3 separate regions of the Sus scrofa genome follow, and all the other regions are linked to region 3. The links are chromatin contacts, called in public Hi-C maps. All regions are on one chromosome and are shown on one strand. Each heading gives the region's core, a stretch centred on a gene start, on an enhancer-like site or on the middle of the called end of the contact. The rest is flanking DNA. Distances are from core to core; before and after follow the strand shown.

Region 1 (3,407 bases), core at 209-2,708, 95 kb after region 3:
GGATTAGATTAGCATCTGCCTTCCCTACCCAACCAGGAGCCTCTGGTGACTAGACCAATTCTGACCTGTGCAGGCCAGGAATTGGTATACAGTAGGTGCTCAACACTGATTTCCTGAATCAGTGAAGGAATGAAGCTGTGAAAGTGGGTCTTACCAGTCTTGGTTGTTGGAGCTCCTAGGGAAACTGAGGGATCAACCCTCAGAGGAGCCCCAGAATAATGAATATACAGTATGTGCTCAATAAACACTGGGCCAGGGCTCTGCTAAGAGCCTTATACAGATGGATACAAGTAGAGACCCAGAGAGGAACTTCCTATTATACAGATGGGTACAAGTAGAGGCCTAGAGAGGAACTTCTTATGAGTCATCTTCTAGCAGCAGAAACAGAACCCAAGAGTGGTTTTAACAAAAAAAGAATTAGGGGAGTTCCTTGGTTCAGTGGGTTAAGAATCCAGCATTGTCACTGCTGTGGCTCAGGTTATGTCACAGGTTTAATCTCTGGCCCGGAATTTCTGCATGCTTCAGAAAAAGAGAAACAGGGTTAAGGGGCTTCAGGTATGGCTGGATCCAGGAACTAGGATTATCTGTGCTGCTGTCCTCTCTGAAACTTTCTCTCCCAGGCAGGCTCAGCCTCCCGGCCCCCACTCCCCACCACCTGTAGAAGCAAGGTGTCCACTTTCCCCATTCATTTCATCGTGTTTCTAGTGGTGCTCCACAAATATTGAACTACTCCTTGGACCCAGGGGATTGTGCCTGAGGGTAGGTTTGCTGACTCCCATGGCCACCCAACTGGGTCCTGTGCTACTGGTGGGCCCAAGACTGGGACAATCAGCACGGGTTCTCTGGAGGTTCCACTGTGTATGTGTTTGGTGGGGGAGGGGCGGGACGGGGTGGGGATGGATTCTGGACTTGAGGTGGGTGGCTCTAGGCCCCTGGGGGTCAGGTAATTCTGGTGTTTCTTATAAGGCTACTGATCCACCTTTCCCTCCTTCCTGTCTACTTTGGGCCCTGCCACTGTCCAAGCCTCCTTCTCAGGCTGGCACCCAGCCCTAAGGAATGAGGAGGGCTGATCCTCAAGGGAGGGCTTATCTGGTGGAGGGTACGCCTTGAGCAAAAGCTGGGAGGTGACAAATCCAAGGGATGGAACACTCGCAGAACAGTGAGCAGCCACTGTAGCCGGGGCACTGGCCAAGTCTTTTGTTTCCCCATCTAGATGCATAGATGGGGAAACTGAGGGCCGCCCCCCCGCAAAGGGGAAGGGCCTTCCGGCCCTATTGCCTGCCAGACATCCCTCACTCTCATCGCCTTTCGCCACAAAATTCCGTGGTTCTGGGTTTTAATCCCCCGCCCTCATCTAAAACCGGAAAAGTCTGTTTTGCAAACTCCCTGGGAGGTGGGAGGGTGCTGGGCGGGCTGAGCCTGAGAGATACGCGCCGCTGCTGCCACCTGGTGGTCACGGGAGGAATCCGAGACAACACGTTTAAGCACGAAGGGCTGTCGGGGGAGGCGGGTAGAGGAAGCCCGTGGATTCAGGGTGTATCTGGGGGGGCAGAGGTCCTGCTGCGGGGTGTTGTGTGTTAGGACATGGGAAGAACCCCACGTCCCTACCTGAGCTTTGGGCGGAGGGGCGGGGCTGGGGGATAACCAAGCCTCCTGCTATGAGGGGACTCAGCCCCACTCCCCCTCTGGGCCTGTCCATTCTTCCAGTCCCCTACCCTTCGACATCGTATGCCCACCTCCCAGTCCTAACTTCGCAGAATTCTGAGTGATCATCCAGTTTTGTCTCCCTCCTATTGGGTGCTCCTGAGGGCACCCAAAGGCAGCGATTGGTAAATGTGTATGAAATGAGTTAATTTTCAGGCTCCTACAGGGGTGGGGGGCAGGGAGTTGTGGGTGGGTTGAGCAGCACATTCAGGCTTCAGTCAAGGGAAAGGTTTATTTGCTTTTTTTTCTTTCTTTTTTTTTAGGGCTACACCTGCAGCATGTGGAGGTTCCCTTGCTTGGGGTCGAATTGGAGCTACAACTGCTGGCCACAGCCACAGCCACAGCAATGTAGGATCCTAGCTGTGTCTTGCTCACAGCAACACCAGATCCTTAACCCACTGAGCAAGGCCAGGGGTCGAACCCGCAACCTCATGGTTCCTGTTGGATTCGTTTCTGCTGAGCCACAATGAGAACTCCAGGGGAAAAATTTATTAAGCCTTACATCTCCCCCATCTCTGTGAGGTCAACATTATCCTCAGGCCCATTTTACAGAGAAGGAGACTGAGGCCAGGGAGGAGCTATCACCTCCCTCAGAATGCTTTGAGCCCCACTTCTTTTCCCTAAACCTAGATCCTCCAAGCCTGGAGACCCTGCGATGTGGCCGAGGACGCTGTGCACCCAGATTCCCCATCCAGTGCTTCTGGTACAGGATGCCCAGCCCAGGACCACCATGAACCCCTTTGAGCCTCCCTCTAGTCTATCCCCATGGGTGCCAGGCCCTGGCTTGGGGTAGCAGCTTCCATTTCATGGTGGTTTCTAGGGTTCCCACCACAGGATGTGTGACAGCAGGACAGAGTAGGTGTGAATGGAAGCAGTGGCCAGGGTCGGAGTCACTCCGCCTAGGTTCGACTTATGCACCTGCTGTGTAGCCATAGGCAAGGCACTCACTCACCCTCTCTGAGCCTCGGTGAGACTCAGAGAAATAGGTAAATAGGACAGCCTCATACCTCAAGGCAGTTATGGGGATTCAGGGCATAACATGAGTGTCTGGGCGGCACAGGCTGGGTATGCAGTAAGTGCTTAATAACCAGCCATCGTGATTGCAATCATCAGTCTTCCTCTATGTAAGAGGAGGCAGATGTTCCCCTTTCTCCCTGGGAACCAAACCTGGGAGTCTGCCTTAGATCTCCCAGGAGCAGCAGGAGTCCAGCTGTCTGGGCAGGGCTGCCCTCCAGACCACCGTGCCACCCAGACCTCAGAGTCCCAGGCTCAGGGTGTCCTTGCGCCTGTCTCCTGTGCTCCAAGGGCAGCTCCATGTCTAGGGCCGGCTCAGGGGCATCCAGAGGCAGCTCCATCTTCTCCTTGAGAGGCCCAGGTGTGTCTGGGTCAACCCCCTCGCCTTTGTCCCAGGACATGTTCACCACCAGGGCTTCTTGGGGGGACACCTCCTCCGGGAAGTCTGCTGGGCTGGTCCACTGCCAAACCTGGAGAAGAAGGGCGGGGTCAAGGCTGTGGGTGGGGCCATATTTCTTTCTTTCTTTTTTTTTTCTGTCATTTTAGGGCGGAGCCCAAAGCATGTGGAAGTTCCTGGGCTAGGGGTCAAACTGGAGCTGAAGCTGCTGGCCTATGCCGCACTGGCTAAATTCTTTAAAAACCTGAGACCAATTTAAAAAGCAAGTGGAACGGCCACCATTTTTTTTCAG
Region 2 (3,410 bases), core at 267-2,766, 74 kb before region 3:
TTGGACCCCTAGCCTGGGAATCTCCATATGCTACAGGTGTGGCTCTAAAAAAAAAAGAAGAAGAAGAAGAAGAAGAGAATGTTGGGTAAAAACTATGTTCCAGGTGTTCCCATAGTGGCGCAGTGGAAACAAATCTGACTAGGAACCATGAAGTTGTGGGTTTGATCCCTGGCGTTGCTCAGTGGGGTAAGGATCCGGTATTGCCGTGAGCTGTGGTGTAGGTCACAGATGTGGCTCAGATCTGGCATTGCTGTGGCTGTAGCTCCAATGAGACCCCTAGCCTGGGAACCTCCATATGCTGGGAGTGTGGCCCTTTTAAAAAGACCAAAAAACCAACAACAACTATGTTCCAAATTAATGGCGGGAGGATAGATAGTATGAATGAGATTTTAACACACCCAGATTATAAACCGGAGACAGGGGATAGATGAAAACCCCAGACTCTGGGTTCAAATTCCAGCCCCACCGTATCCCAGCTTTGTGACCCCAGCAATGCTCCCACTTTCTCAGCTGTGGAATGTGCTGGCTCCCAGCTGATTGGGTGAGGGGGTTTGCAGAGCCCAGCCAAGGCTGTCAACACATTTAATCCACACTAAGTGGCACAAATCCTTGGTAACATGTCCTGCAAGCACTTGACAAATGCCAGCTCAACCAGATAGGAGGGTCCCTTAGCACAGTGATTTGGCGCTCATCGTCAGGGAAGGAGGGCATGGCGAAGAGAGAACTTTCCACCAGCGACACTCCAGTGTCACCAGCTCCCAGACCAGCAATTGGAACACGCCCAGGCCCAGGAGCTCTGGGGCCCCTGTCACTCCCCACAGAAGTAACCACAGTCTTATTTCTAACAGTCGCCCTGCTCTTGCCTGACTTTGCAACCTTATCTAAATGGAATTACACACCACATATTTTGTTTAAAACAAATCTTAAAGAAACAAGATTGCTTAAATAGCGAAAGTTAAAAAAAAAAAGAGGAAGAAAGTCAGAGGTGGTGTTTGGGGCCCAGAAAAATGCCCCTGTTTTAACACCAAAAGTCCCACATGCTGGGACATCTGGTTAGTCACCCAGTGCTCCGGCTTGGGGCCTGGCAACTTGGGGGCTGGGAACAGCTTCCCCAGTACTGAGCGCATGCGCAAAGATTCTTTCAGGTCTGGGGAGCTGGGACTTCACTGAGGACAAATTAAGGCACAGAGAGGGGAGCACTTTGCCGGAGCCAGCAGTCCCAGCGCACATCTGGCAGCTTTCCTCAGAGGCCTGGAAGGCAAACTTGGCATTGTCTGTAGCCACCACACGGATTCCCTGGACCCCCACCCGCCACCCCCAGCCAGAGCCCTGTGGCGGCACCGTTTCTAACCTGTCTTACCTGGAGGTGGGTGACCCTGGGGCAGCCACAGGCGGGCAGAGCCGCCACCGTGGGGCAGCAACAAGAGGAGGAAAGTCCCACTCGCTCCTTCCTGTGTGGGCCCCTCGGCTTCCTGAGCCGCTGTCACTTACCGAAAGTCATGGCCATGTGGGGGACGGTGGCAGGGAGGGGCAGAAAGTTCCGGAAGCCTCTGTAGACGCAGTCCTGCTCAGACAGGCTGCTGGAGCCCCCAGACCTAAGGGAAAGGGTGATGGCACAGAGAAGAGCCCAGGTCTTACCAGGGGTGGGGGCACATCCTGACTTCTAGGGCCTCAGTTTACCCATCTGTGGCATATGTGGGTTGGTCACCCAGAGGAACTAATTTTGCACCCAGGGAAAGGAATGAAGCTGGATCTGCGCAGGACCTACACCACAGCTGTGCCAACACCAGATCCTTTTAACCCACTGCTCCAGGCTGGGGATTGAACCCTTGCGGCCACAAAGGCAACACTGGCTCCTTAACCTGCTGCACCACAGTGAGAATTCCTGATGGATGCTTTTTTACACCCCTTAGGCTCTCATGAGTGGAAGAGGCAGGGGACTGGGACAGTGTCCAGGTCAGACCCAGGCCAGTATTCTTTGCAGGATACACACCCCAGAAAGTAGAGCTTTGGAGATAGATTTTAGAGAACACTTTCCTCTGTATAATCCTGTCACAAGCCCTGGCACGAAAATAGCTTTGGTACAGATTTCATTGATTTCAGTTGCTCACAGACACTTATTAGCCATTTCCTGTGTGCAGGGCATTGGGGACACAGCAGGGGACAGAGTAGATCTGGTCTCTTCCTGGTGGAGCCAACAGTCTAGTAGGGGAGATGACAAGCGATTATCCAATAAGTGTTTCAGTGGCCCTCGGTGCCAGGCTGCTAGGAGAGATTTGGTCTGGGAGGGCTTCCCGGAGAAAGTGACTTTGATACTGAAATCCAAAGACAAGTAGGATTAGCCAGAGAGTGAGCTGGATGTGTGGAGAGTTCTGGCAGAGCAACAGCCCAGGCAAAGCTGGACAAGATCACAGTGTTCCTGAGAAGGGGAGGGTGGCAGGGACACGCTGTGCTGAGACTTGTTTGGAGGCATCAGTGGGGCCTTGAGGGTAGAGGGAAGGGATATGGGTTGTGTCCTCAGCAGAGTGGGAGCCACAGCAAGCTTGCGGCAGGAAGTGCAGCATGGGGGCTTAGCCATAGCATTTTTGTTTCACTTCCTGGATGGCTTCAGCAGAGAGGAATGCAAACACGCACACCCACCCTGGCCCTGAAAGGGAGGCTCCTGCCCTCCAGGAAAAACAGTGAGTTTCTGGGGCCCCGAAACTCCAGTGGGATGGTCACTGTGGAATGTAGGGAATGAGCAGAAGGCAAACAGGGTCAGGACAAAGGTGGCACCGTCAGCCACAGAGAGGGACATGTGATGGCTCCATTAGGAGATTCCAGGAGGTGGAGCCCAGAATGTGCCTCCCAAAAAATCAAAAACTTGAGTGGTGCAAACCTCTCAAAGTTTGTACTAGCAAAAAGCCCACAAACCCTGTCAAAGAATACACAAGAGAAACTGGAAACAATGGTAAACTCATGTCGTGGATCAAATATCTTCATTGTAGAAGCAATTCCTAGAATACAATAAGAAAATGCCAATGAGGAGTTCCCGTCATGGCTCAGTGGTTAACAAATCCGACCAGGAACCATGAGGTTGCAGGTTCGATGCCTGGCCTCGCTCAATGGCCTCACTGTTGCTGTAAGCTGTGGTGTAGGTCGCAGACATGGCTTGGATCCCGAGTTGCTGTGGCTCTGGCATAGGCCGGTGGCTACAGCTCCGATTCAACCCCTAGCCTGGGAACCTCCATATGCCGCGGGAACGGCCCTAGAAATGGCAAAAAAGACAAAAAAAAAAAAAAAGAAAAAGAAAAAAAAGAAAAGAGAAAATGCCAATGACTTAACAGGATGTGAACCCCAGAAACCATAGACGATGAAGGACAAATGGCTCTTAAACTCAGAAAAAGATACTCGGCCTCACTCATAATAGG
Region 3 (3,594 bases), core at 781-3,280:
CATTTACTTTTGTGGTCTCAGCACAGGCACAGAGTAGAACCTCAACGCTTACTTGAGAATGCAAGCGTTTAAGAGCTATAAAATGTCAGAACAATAGAAGTCAGGAGTCCTCAGGAATGGGAACTATGCCCTGTAGCCTGGGAGGTGGCAGAAGTCACCCTGCAGAAGACTTAGCTTGTTCTGGAACGATTCACTTGACCTGTACTCCTCAGTTATGTCAATAGACATAACAGGTTCCCAGTCCTCAGGAAGGTGTGACAAGCCTGGCTCTTTCTTTAAATTGGAAAAAAAAAAAAAAGAAAAAAGAAAAAAAAAATTTTTTTTTCTTTTTAAAGACTGGCTCTTTACCAGTAGAAGCTTAATTAGGTGTTGCCTTTGGCTCCTCCATTCCCCACCCTATACTGAACAACAATAAAATGTTCATGTTGAGTGCCTTCTTCTCAAATATCGTTCCAGGTGAATGGCTGATGCTATGAAGGAAATAAAAAGAGGGCCGGGGTGGGGCACCAACTCCTGGGGAGGCCAGGTAAGGTCCTTCTTAGGAAGGGATATCTGGTCAAAGTCCTGAAGAAAATGAAGGGGTCATTCATGGAAAAAGCTAGGGGCAGGGGGAATAGCACTGACCAATTCCCTGAGGCGGGACTTCATCTGGCATTTTGAGAAAGGAGGCTGATGTGGTTGGAGCTGAGAAAGAATGGGGATGAGGAGGAATGGGAGGTGAGGTCAGTCTTGCAGGCCAGTAGGGATCCACTTGGGGCTTGAGAGCAGGGGAGATACACGGATCCAATTTAGGTCCCTGAGGTGTCACTGGGGTTGCCTTCGGGAGAACAAACTCTGTGGTCAACTTGTCCTGCCTAAACTGCCCCCAAATCCATGCCCTGCTTCTCTTCCTACAGCCAGGCCCAGTACAGTCATCCTCAGACCCCTAATATAACCATTTTTACAGAGAAGGACCCTGAGGCTTAGTGAATGCACAAATACAGGTGCCCTGGACAAAGAGGCCCCCCAAACCTATTGCTGAATAAAATAAAAGAGCAAGATATGTGGAATTCCCTCGGTGACTCAGCGGGTTAAGGATCCAGCACTGTCACTGCTGTGGCTCAGGTCACTGCTGTGTGGCCAGTCTGATCCCTGGCCTGGAATCTCCGTATGCCCTGGACGCTGCCATAAACAAACAAAACAAAACAAAGCGGGGTGGGGGGGGTGATAGCAATCCAGGAGAATGGTCCCGGAGGAATTTGAGTCTTTCCATTACTTTGGTCAAATTCAATTTCTTTTTTTTTTTTTTTTTTTGTCTTTTTTGCTATTTCTTGGGCCGCTCCCTCGGCATATGGAGGTTCCCAGGCTAGGGATCCAATCGGAGCTGTAGCCACCGGCCTACGCCAGAGCCACAGCAACGCGGGATCCGAGCCGAGTCTGCAACCTACACCACAGCTCACGGCAACGCCGGATCGTTAACCCACTGAGCAAGCGCAGGGACCGAACCCGCAACCTCATGGTTCCTAGTCGGATTCGTTAACCACTGCGCCACGACGGGAACTCCCAAATTCAATTTCTGTTCTCTGAACCTGGAAAGCGCAGAGTGTTTTAATTTCTGTCCCTTTAATCTGCTCCCTCCCACTTTAAGCTTCGCACAAGGGAGGCAAAAAAATGTGGGCTAGATGAGAGTCTTCAAAGCACAAAGCGACTGCGACAGCGAAGAGCCTGCCTGAGAGGCTTCCTCTGGATAAGGGGATCAACCAACCACGCGTAGACCGCGGGTTCCGGCGCGCCCTGGCGGCCAAGCAACTCCTGGCTGAGGCCACTAAACTCACGTGTGAAGCCGAGGGAACCATTTTTCATCTGGACAACGGCCATCTTGGTAAAGGCAATGCTTTAGATTGTAGCTTTTAATCTTCTCTCCTGACTTGTTAATATCTGAAGTAAGCGCAGGGGAGGAGCGTTTATACAATATTCGCTCCCTGAAGAGACAAAGAAACGGCTAACTTCCTGGACTTGGACTGGAGACCAGGGCAGTATTTTCTCTACCAAGATGGCGACGGAGCTCTGACATAATCAGCGCGCGCCGCCCGGGGCTCTGAGCGCAGGCCCCCCTCGGTGACGTCACAGAGGCGCGACCGGGCCGGCGCCGGGGGAAGGAGGTAGGAACAGTGGCGGCGCGGGCGGAGCCGAGGGGCGGGGTGCGGGTGGGCCCCGCGAGGCTGCTGGGTCTGGGACCACCCATCTGGAAGGGCTGGAGATGGGGTGCTCAGAGACGGGGGCACCTCTGGTCCCCAGGCTCCAGGGCTCCCGCGGAGGCTATCCCCATTTCCCTGAGCGGGCGATTGAGACCCAGAGAGACAGTGTTCTGTTCTAGGCCACCTAGCTCCAGCCCTTCCCTCAGCAGCTTACAAACTTGGGGTAACAGTGCTGAGTACAGACGTCCCTGGCTTCTTGTAATGGGGTCAGGACTGGGAAGAGGATGACGGTCTGGGGGAGCCCAGAAGAGGTATCTGGAGGACTTCTTGGAGGAGGCAGCGTTGAGTTTCATCTTTTATTCTCTCTCTTACTTTCACAACCGCTCAACCACGTGGTTCTTGACTCCCTCCTAACTAACCCCTGCTTAGCCAGACCCCCTGCTTGAGCTCCCTGCTTCTGTCTCACTCATCCAGTTCACCTCCTCACCAAGCCCAGAGGGCTCTGACGCCCTCCGCACCTTCCCCAAACCCTGGAATACAAATCCCCCTTTCCCAGCCTGGCTCCCCCACACTTCTGGGGGCTTGGGGCTCCCCACTCCCTCAGGCCTTTTCTTAGCTGTCTCCTCCAGGAAGCCCTCTGACACGCCCTTCCCACCTCTCCACAGACAGGTCGGAAGCCCCCTCCCAGCTTCCCTAGCACCTGCTTGTCCCCACCACAGCTCTGATCTTGAGTTACCATTCTTATTGTCTGTCTCTCAGCCAGCCTGGGAATTCCATTAAATCAGGAAGCCCATCAGCAATGCCTTTCCCCAGCATCCCACACGTAATGCTAGGTGCTCGGTGCGTGTTTACTGAATGACAAAGTGTGTGAGAGAGCATTTATCGAACAAAGAAGAAAAACTGTATTAGTTAGCACCAGCTGCCATAACAAAATACTACAGACTGGGTGGCTTAAACAACAGAAACGTATTTGCTCACAATTGTGCAGGCTGGGAAGGCTAAATTCAAGGTTTGTTCCCAGTGCAGGCTCTCTTCCTGACTTGCAAACGGCCATCTTCTCACTGTGTCCTCACATGGTGGAGAGAGTGAGCTCTGGTGTCTTTTTTCTCTTCCTTTTTTTTTTTAGGGCCGAACCTGTGGCATATGGAGGTTCCCAGCCTAGGGGTCAGGTTGGAGCTACAGCCTACATCACAGCCACAGCAACACCAGATCTGAGTCACGTCTGCAACCTTCACCACAGCTCACAGCAAACACTGGATCCTTAACCCACTGAGCGAGGCTAGCGATTGAACCTGCAATCACATGACTCCTAGTCAGACTGGTTTCTGCTGCACCACAACAGGAACTCCCTTTTTTCTCTTCTTATGGGTGCACCAGCTCTACTAGATTAGGGCCCCATTCTTACAACCTTATTTAA

The links. Hi-C and Micro-C count contacts between places; a contact is called where the count stands out from the background.
Region 1: a contact with region 3 is called in a Hi-C map of alveolar macrophages, with 3 times the contacts expected there. The contact joins the enhancer-like site here to the promoter of CCDC124 in region 3. A contact is called at or near these places in 15 of 47 Hi-C or Micro-C datasets (alveolar macrophages, blood, embryonic fibroblasts and 11 more) and 2 of 2 datasets of contacts at active chromatin or transcription factors (alveolar macrophages and skeletal muscle).
Region 2: a contact with region 3 is called in a Hi-C map of liver, with 3 times the contacts expected there. The contact joins the promoter of JAK3 here to the promoter of CCDC124 in region 3. A contact is called at or near these places in 1 of 5 promoter capture datasets (liver), 3 of 47 Hi-C or Micro-C datasets (alveolar macrophages, heart right ventricle and liver) and 1 of 2 datasets of contacts at active chromatin or transcription factors (alveolar macrophages).

What each region holds. Positions count from the first base shown.
Region 1 is chr2:59,734,797-59,738,203 of Sscrofa11.1, reverse strand. It overlaps IL12RB1 (interleukin 12 receptor subunit beta 1), which reads right to left. Exons shown (of 16, transcript NM_001145986.1): 16 at 2,192-3,188. The coding sequence ends at 2,814. Among named protein-coding and RNA genes, the nearest start is that of IL12RB1, 28 kb to the right of the region's middle. Within about 2 kb of position 1,458, at least 29 of the 83 cell types and tissues checked have an H3K27ac peak or open chromatin away from gene starts, as enhancers often do. A contact at or near this core is called in alveolar macrophages, epiblast stem cells, mesenteric adipose tissue and 3 more, where this site is marked.
Region 2 is chr2:59,904,007-59,907,416 of Sscrofa11.1, reverse strand. JAK3 (tyrosine-protein kinase JAK3) reads right to left here and starts at 1,516. Exons shown (of 24, transcript XM_005654907.3): 1 at 1,361-1,516. It overlaps RPL18A (60S ribosomal protein L18a), which reads left to right and starts at 1,175. Exons shown (of 5, transcript XM_021083534.1): 1 at 1,175-1,366.
Region 3 is chr2:59,829,997-59,833,590 of Sscrofa11.1, reverse strand. It overlaps CCDC124 (coiled-coil domain-containing protein 124), which reads left to right and starts at 2,030. Exons shown (of 5, transcript XM_005654904.3): 1 at 2,030-2,141.